Regions from separate parts of the Mus musculus genome. Here region 2 is linked to region 1. The links are chromatin contacts, called in public HiChIP or PLAC-seq maps. All regions are on one chromosome and are shown on one strand. The core of a region is the stretch at or near the end of the contact, and the rest is flanking DNA. Distances in the headings are between cores, read along the strand shown.

What was found. HiChIP or PLAC-seq counts read pairs in DNA pulled down with a chosen protein or histone mark.
Region 2: an HNF4G HiChIP or PLAC-seq map of pancreatic cancer cells shows a contact between it and region 1. The contact joins the promoter of Ptgds here to the enhancer-like site in region 1. A contact is called at or near these places in 2 of 39 promoter capture datasets (the SN4741 cell line and pre-B cells), 2 of 115 datasets of contacts at active chromatin or transcription factors (bone marrow-derived macrophages and pancreatic cancer cells) and 2 of 9 other capture datasets (adipose tissue and liver).

Annotation. Positions count from the first base shown.
Region 1 is chr2:25,166,600-25,169,522 of GRCm38.p6, forward strand. No RefSeq gene overlaps it. Among named protein-coding and RNA genes, the nearest start is that of Nrarp, 13 kb to the right of the region's middle. Within about 2 kb of position 1,547, at least 171 of the 459 cell types and tissues checked have an H3K27ac peak or open chromatin away from gene starts, as enhancers often do. A contact at or near this core is called in liver and pancreatic cancer cells, where this site is marked.
Region 2 is chr2:25,468,430-25,471,298 of GRCm38.p6, forward strand. It overlaps Ptgds (prostaglandin D2 synthase (brain)), which reads right to left and starts at 1,320. Exons shown (of 7, transcript NM_008963.3): 1 at 1,131-1,320; 2 at 559-698; 3 at 404-480. The coding sequence starts at 1,244.

The DNA.
Region 1 (2,923 bases), core at 297-2,796:
CCATCCTCAAGCTGAGGTAAGAGTCAGTGGGCACTTGGAAGACAGAGCCAGGCAGATCTCTTAAGTTCAAGACTAACCTGATCTACATAGCGAGTTCCAGGACAGCCAAGACTATAAAGAGAGATCCTGTCTCAAGATGACAACAAGATTCAGTAGGCAGGGTAGGAGAGACAGTTCAGAGGCTAAGAGCACTGGTTGCTCTTCTAGAGGACCTAGGTTCAGTACCTAGTACCACCCTTATGGTGACTCAAAACCATCTGTAACTCCAATTCCATGGAACCTCCTCTGGTCTCTGTGGGCACCAGGCACATGTGATACAGGTACACGTGCAGGCAAAACATCCATTCTCATAAAATTTAAAACAAAAATGAAAAGAGGGCAGGCATCAAGTAGAAGACCCTATCAGTGCCCCAAATAATGTCCACTAGCAAGAAATGTCAAAAGCCAGCTCCTAAGTCCCCACCCTCCCTGTGCTCTAGACACTAGGAAGGGAAGGGAGTTTGGGACCTCTCAGAGCCTCTGACCAGGAAGATCTGCCCTCCACAGGGGCTGAGCACAGTCTTTCCCTCATCCCCAGTGAAGCCAAACTGCTGAGATCCCAGAAGCCAAGAGAGCTTGCTCAACACAGAAGGCCCATTGCCCTCATTGGGTGGCTGAGCCTAGAATTCAGGCGCTTTCACTCTGTGATGAAGAAAGGAAGGAACCCTTGAGACTGAAAATAAAGAAGTGAGTTGGGGGGGGGATAGGAAGAAAGGCCTGGGGGAGTGCTGAGGGTGACAAGGCCAGGCCTGCAGTGCCACTGGAGCACATCCTGACCTGGATGGACACCTGACACAGGCAGACACAGACTGCTTCTACCTGCACAGGGCCCCGAGTCTACCCAGAAAAGACACAGCCCACTGACAGGTACATCTGGGGTCTCTAGAACCCTCCCAAGCCAGTTCTGCCCAGGAAATGTCCATGGCCACCTTAAGGAAGCAGGACAGCCTCTCTAGGACTCCGGGATATGAGTTTGTAACAAGGCAAAGGAGAGGCCCCTGTTGGTCACATGTCCTCTACGCTGACAATCTCTATACTGCTAGTCTCACACCTACTCAGCTTGGGCAGTGGGGGAGCCCTGGAGTGGTCCAAGTGGTTGCCTTTGGTCGAGCCCCTGTGAATCAGTATGCTGCTTCTGATAGTTTGATGCCACCACCCCCTCACAATCCTCAGCCATTCTTGGTGGGTCTCTCTCTCTCTCTCTGGTCCCCTACTTCAAGTCTGAGACCCCTGCCCGCTTAACTGCCTGGCAAGGGATTATGTGGGGTCTACCACCTGCTGTGGGTGGTGGCCCTGGTGGGGGGCCACCCCCTGACCCATAATGGGTAGTGCCCAACCCGTGGAAGACAGGGCAGCCTGCAACGGGTACCCCTGCGTCTGGGGCGGGAAGGCAGTGGCGGCCGTTTGCTTTTGAATCCCCGCCGGCGCCCTGAGTGGCCCTTTCAAAGGCAGTGACGGGGGCGGGGGCCGTTCCCAGGCGCGCCCCGCCCGCCCTGCGCCCCTCCTCCCGCTTTCCCACGCCTGCCCGTCCGGCGCGTTCTCACGGCCGCTGCCCATCCCCCGTCTGGGAACCTCCTGCTCCGTGCAAGGACTAGGGGGCGGGGGTGGGGGATGGGGGTGGTGCCCAGGAACACCGGGGAGAAGTGAGTCGGGACCTGTGGGGAGAAAGGCACCCCGGGGCTTGGAGAAAGCACCAGCGAGAAGGGCACCCTAGAATCTTGGGAGATGGAAGAGAAGGAGGACCTACGGGGTGGGGGGGGGTGGGGGCGAGAGCCCACAGAGAATGGCGTTCCAGGGACTGGGGCGGGGCCTCAAGAAGTGGGGGGGGGTGGGTATTTCGTTTGTGAACTGGGTGGAGAGGGGGAGCCCCTGCCAGGCCTGGGAGGAGGCGTCCTGTGTGGCCCAGACCCTGTTTTATTTCTCTGACAAGAGTGGCCCGGGGCAGCAGAGCCTCAGTCTTCAGAGGCCCCAGTCTCCACCTACACTTACTGTCTTGCGCCTGCGCTGACCACTGACTAGGTTGGGGCTCCTAAAGCCTGACCAGTTTTAGCAAGTGCAGATTTCTTCTAGATAAGAACTCCTGAAAACAAAGTTTCCCCCAGGGCTGGAGATGGAGCTTAGTCTGTGGAGTGTTCCTAACAGGCAGAAAGCCCGGCCCCAGTACAATCCTCCCCCCTCCCTCCCCTCCCCCACACCAAGCAGTGCATAAACCCCATCTCTGTAATCCCTGCACAGAAAGATCAAAAGTTCAAGGGTATCCTCAACTAAACAGCAAGGGCCAACCAGGGCTACCTCAGAGCCTGGGTTTTGTTTTGCTTTTCTTTAAGATAGTTCACACGTTGCTTGGCTTCATTTGTAAGGGACAGTGTTCTGCTCTTGAAGGGAGCTGATAACCTGTGGGCTGTGTATGGCCCATTGTCCAGACCGTGGGCCTTACAACTTGATCCACAGAGGGACTGAAGCACCCATGAAGTGTACAGAGCTCTAGGTTCACATGCTGTTCACAGACAAGGCAGACCACTAGCTTTCAAACCTGGGAGTCGAATGGCCCAACCTGTAAGACCCTGGCCCCCACAACTTAGGCCTAAGAGCCCAGAGAAGACTGAGTAAAGGGTCCCACCACAGGGCCATGGCCCCAGCGTCTGCTTTCCAGTGAGGTAAAGAAGACTGGGCCTGGGGTGAGATGGCTCAGTGGGTAAGAGCACCCGACTGCTCTTCTGAAGGTCCAGAGTTCAAATCCCAGCAACCACATGGTGGCTCACAACCATTCGTAACAAGATCTGACTCCCTCTTCCGGTGTGTCTGAAGACAGCTACAGTGTACTTACATATAATCAATAAATAAATCTTAAAAAAAGAAGAATAAGAAGACTGAGCCTAGTTCC
Region 2 (2,869 bases), core at 70-2,569, 300 kb after region 1:
AAGTCTTAGGGAGAGAGTAGAAAGCACTTAGACCGAAGACATCAGCAGGCTGGGTTACAATATAGCCGGAAGGCAAAGGGAATAGGGTTCTGGTGGGGAGCCAGAGCTCAGGTGAGGGGTGGAAAGAGGTCCTTGGATAGAAGCTATGAAATGTGGGTAGGATTTGGGGAATGCCTGTATGTGACCCACTTGAGCAGCAGAGTACTGGAAAATTCCATTTGGGCAGGAAAGGGACCTTGAAGAATGTGGGTGGGCCTCAGAGAGGCTAAAGTCCCCAGAGAGAGGTGGCCCCGTGTGCCTGAGGCAGACTCACAATCAGACCTGGCCTTGGATGTGCTGTGACCATTATCCCCACAATTTTGGGACAGAGGGTTGTACCCAGATAAGGAAGTGGCTCACTCACGGGGGCTGCTGTAGGTGTAGTGTCCAGGAGCCCCCGCAGGCTGCAGTACCATGATCTTGGTCTCACACTGGTTTTTCCTGTGGGTAGATTGCCCTTGAAGTAAGGGACCAAGCCCCAGGATGTCTCCCAGAATTTGCCATAACCCCTTGTCTCACCTGAGGAAGGTAGAGGTGAGATTGAGGCCGCCTTCTGTGGAGGGGGCTACCACTGTCTTGCACATATACAATACAGCTTTCTTCTCCCGGAACCAGCTTGAGTTGGAGGCGAGGCCCGCGCTGTACCAGCGCCCCAGGAACTGCGACCAGTGGATGCCTGGGTCTGCTCCATGAGCCCCTCATGGGCAGACCCTGGTGGGCTGGTCTTCCCTCCTCTGACTCCTCCCCACACAGGTCCTAGCAGCATGCCTCTCTCTCCACTCCCCTCCCTTTCTAGCAGGCTGGCTCATCGCCCCATGGAGGAGTGGGTAGCAGAGACCCCCCTCTTTCCCCAGGGTGTTGAACTCCTTGTCTTTGTCACAGCCCTCATCCTAGTCCACTATATCAGAGCATACCACATTCCTGACAGAGTCAGGTGGACCAACCAGGCTGTGTGCCAGGGTGGTTCCAGCTAGCTCCCATGCACAAGCACACAGGCTGACAGTGCCCAGAACACCCTCTTTGGTAAGAGAAAGCCTGGCTCTGGCCTGAGGGCTCTGCTTCTTTGGGTGTGGGGTAGGGGGCCTTCTCACCTTGTCTTGTTGAAAGTTGGGCTGCACTGTGTCATGGCCCTGGGCTGGGGTCTGTGGGAATCCCAAGAGACCCAGGAGGACCAAACCCATCCACAGCATGCGAAGAGCAGCCATTTGCTCAGAGCAGAGCAGGTGCCTGGGCCTGATGCCAGCAATGTGGACAAAGCAAGGAAAACTGGGCAGAAGGAGCAGAGGGCACTGTGGAGACCCCCTATTTATGAGTCAGGCTTGGCCTCCACCCAAAGCCCAAGGACTGCCCACTGAAGGCTCGTGATGTTGGTGTGAGGGAGGGTGGCTGTCCCAGCTGCAGCCTCATCTGCTAATTATGTAAGAGGTTCCAGCTGAGCCCCACACCTCCTAGAAGAAGAAACCTCTGCCTGCCCCCATCCCCAGCTCCAGAGGCAGAACTGGCTCAGACCTTGCCCACTCCTGCCGGCAAAGCCCACATACCTCACAGTGGGGATGGTGCCGGGTGTGTACTCTGGCGCTTCCCTGCTGCTGGAAAATCTAGTCACTTCCCACCTAGGGCTAAGACCTGCTTCTCACAAGCCCTACCTATCATCCCTCTCCAAGTCCCATGACCCCAGCAGGGAACACAAAGCACCATTTGTGCCTTGAACATTTGGTCCTGAAAGGCTAGCAGTCATGAGGCCATGAGGAACCCTCACCAAGATAAAGAAGCTCACGCACTCTACCCTGAAGCAAATCCAAGAACCGGCATGTTGAGTACAGCCTCCCCCGTGGTCAGCTTCTGGGGTTCACATGGTGGCCCTTTGGGCTCCCATAGAGGTGGTGGGTGGGAAGGGTGAAGCGGTGGGCTTCAAGCTACTATAGGTGAGGACAGAGTCTGTGGCTTCCTCCTGGCTTCCAAGATCTGTCTCTGGATGGGACACCAATGACCACAGAAGAGAGAGAGAGCCAGCCCACACTGCCCTTCATCCCGTCCCTGGGGCCCAGGAACATTTATTTATCCTGGGTTCTGGGGCACAGGATCATTTAACATGAACATCTGAGTGGTCTTTGTGAGGAAGGTCTCTTGCTTTCTCACTAATGTTGGGGCTACCGGAAGTGGGTAGATTCCAGAACCCCTTTACTCAGCCCACCTCAGCCCCTCCCTGCCCAGAACACTCAGCTCCATCCATGCCCAGAACCTAAGGAGAGAGGATCTGTCAGAGGGAAGCTGACCACAGAGCCCGACCCCAGCCAGGCCCAGCGGCTGATCTGGGAGTTTTCTCCAGAGGGGCTGAGGATGGGGGCAAGAAGAACAACATGCCAGGTGGTGGTGCCGCACGCCTTTAATCCCAGCACTTGGGAGGCAGAGGCAGGCAGATTTCTGAGTTTGAGGCCAGCCTGGTCTACAGAGTGAGTTCCAGGACAGCCAGGGCTACACAGAGAAACCCTGTCTCAGAAAAACAAACAAACAAACAAACAAACAAACAAACAGAAGAGCAACATGGCAAAACCTGGGAGCATCAACCTGTGTGTGGGGTCCTGTAGATGACTGAAGCAGAGTAATGGGAAGTACTTCCAAGTGTGGAAGCCTCTTGTGGTTTAGATCTGACATGTCCCCAGCACTCTGCTTAAACGTCCTCTGATGGATGACAGTTCTCTGGGGATCTGTGGAACCTTTAGGAGGTGTGGTCTCGCTGGGAGAAGTAGGTCGCTGGAGAAGGGCCTTTGAAGGTGATTTTTGGCCTCTGTTCCTGCTGCTTTCTCTTCTCCATTGTTCCTGGTTCCAT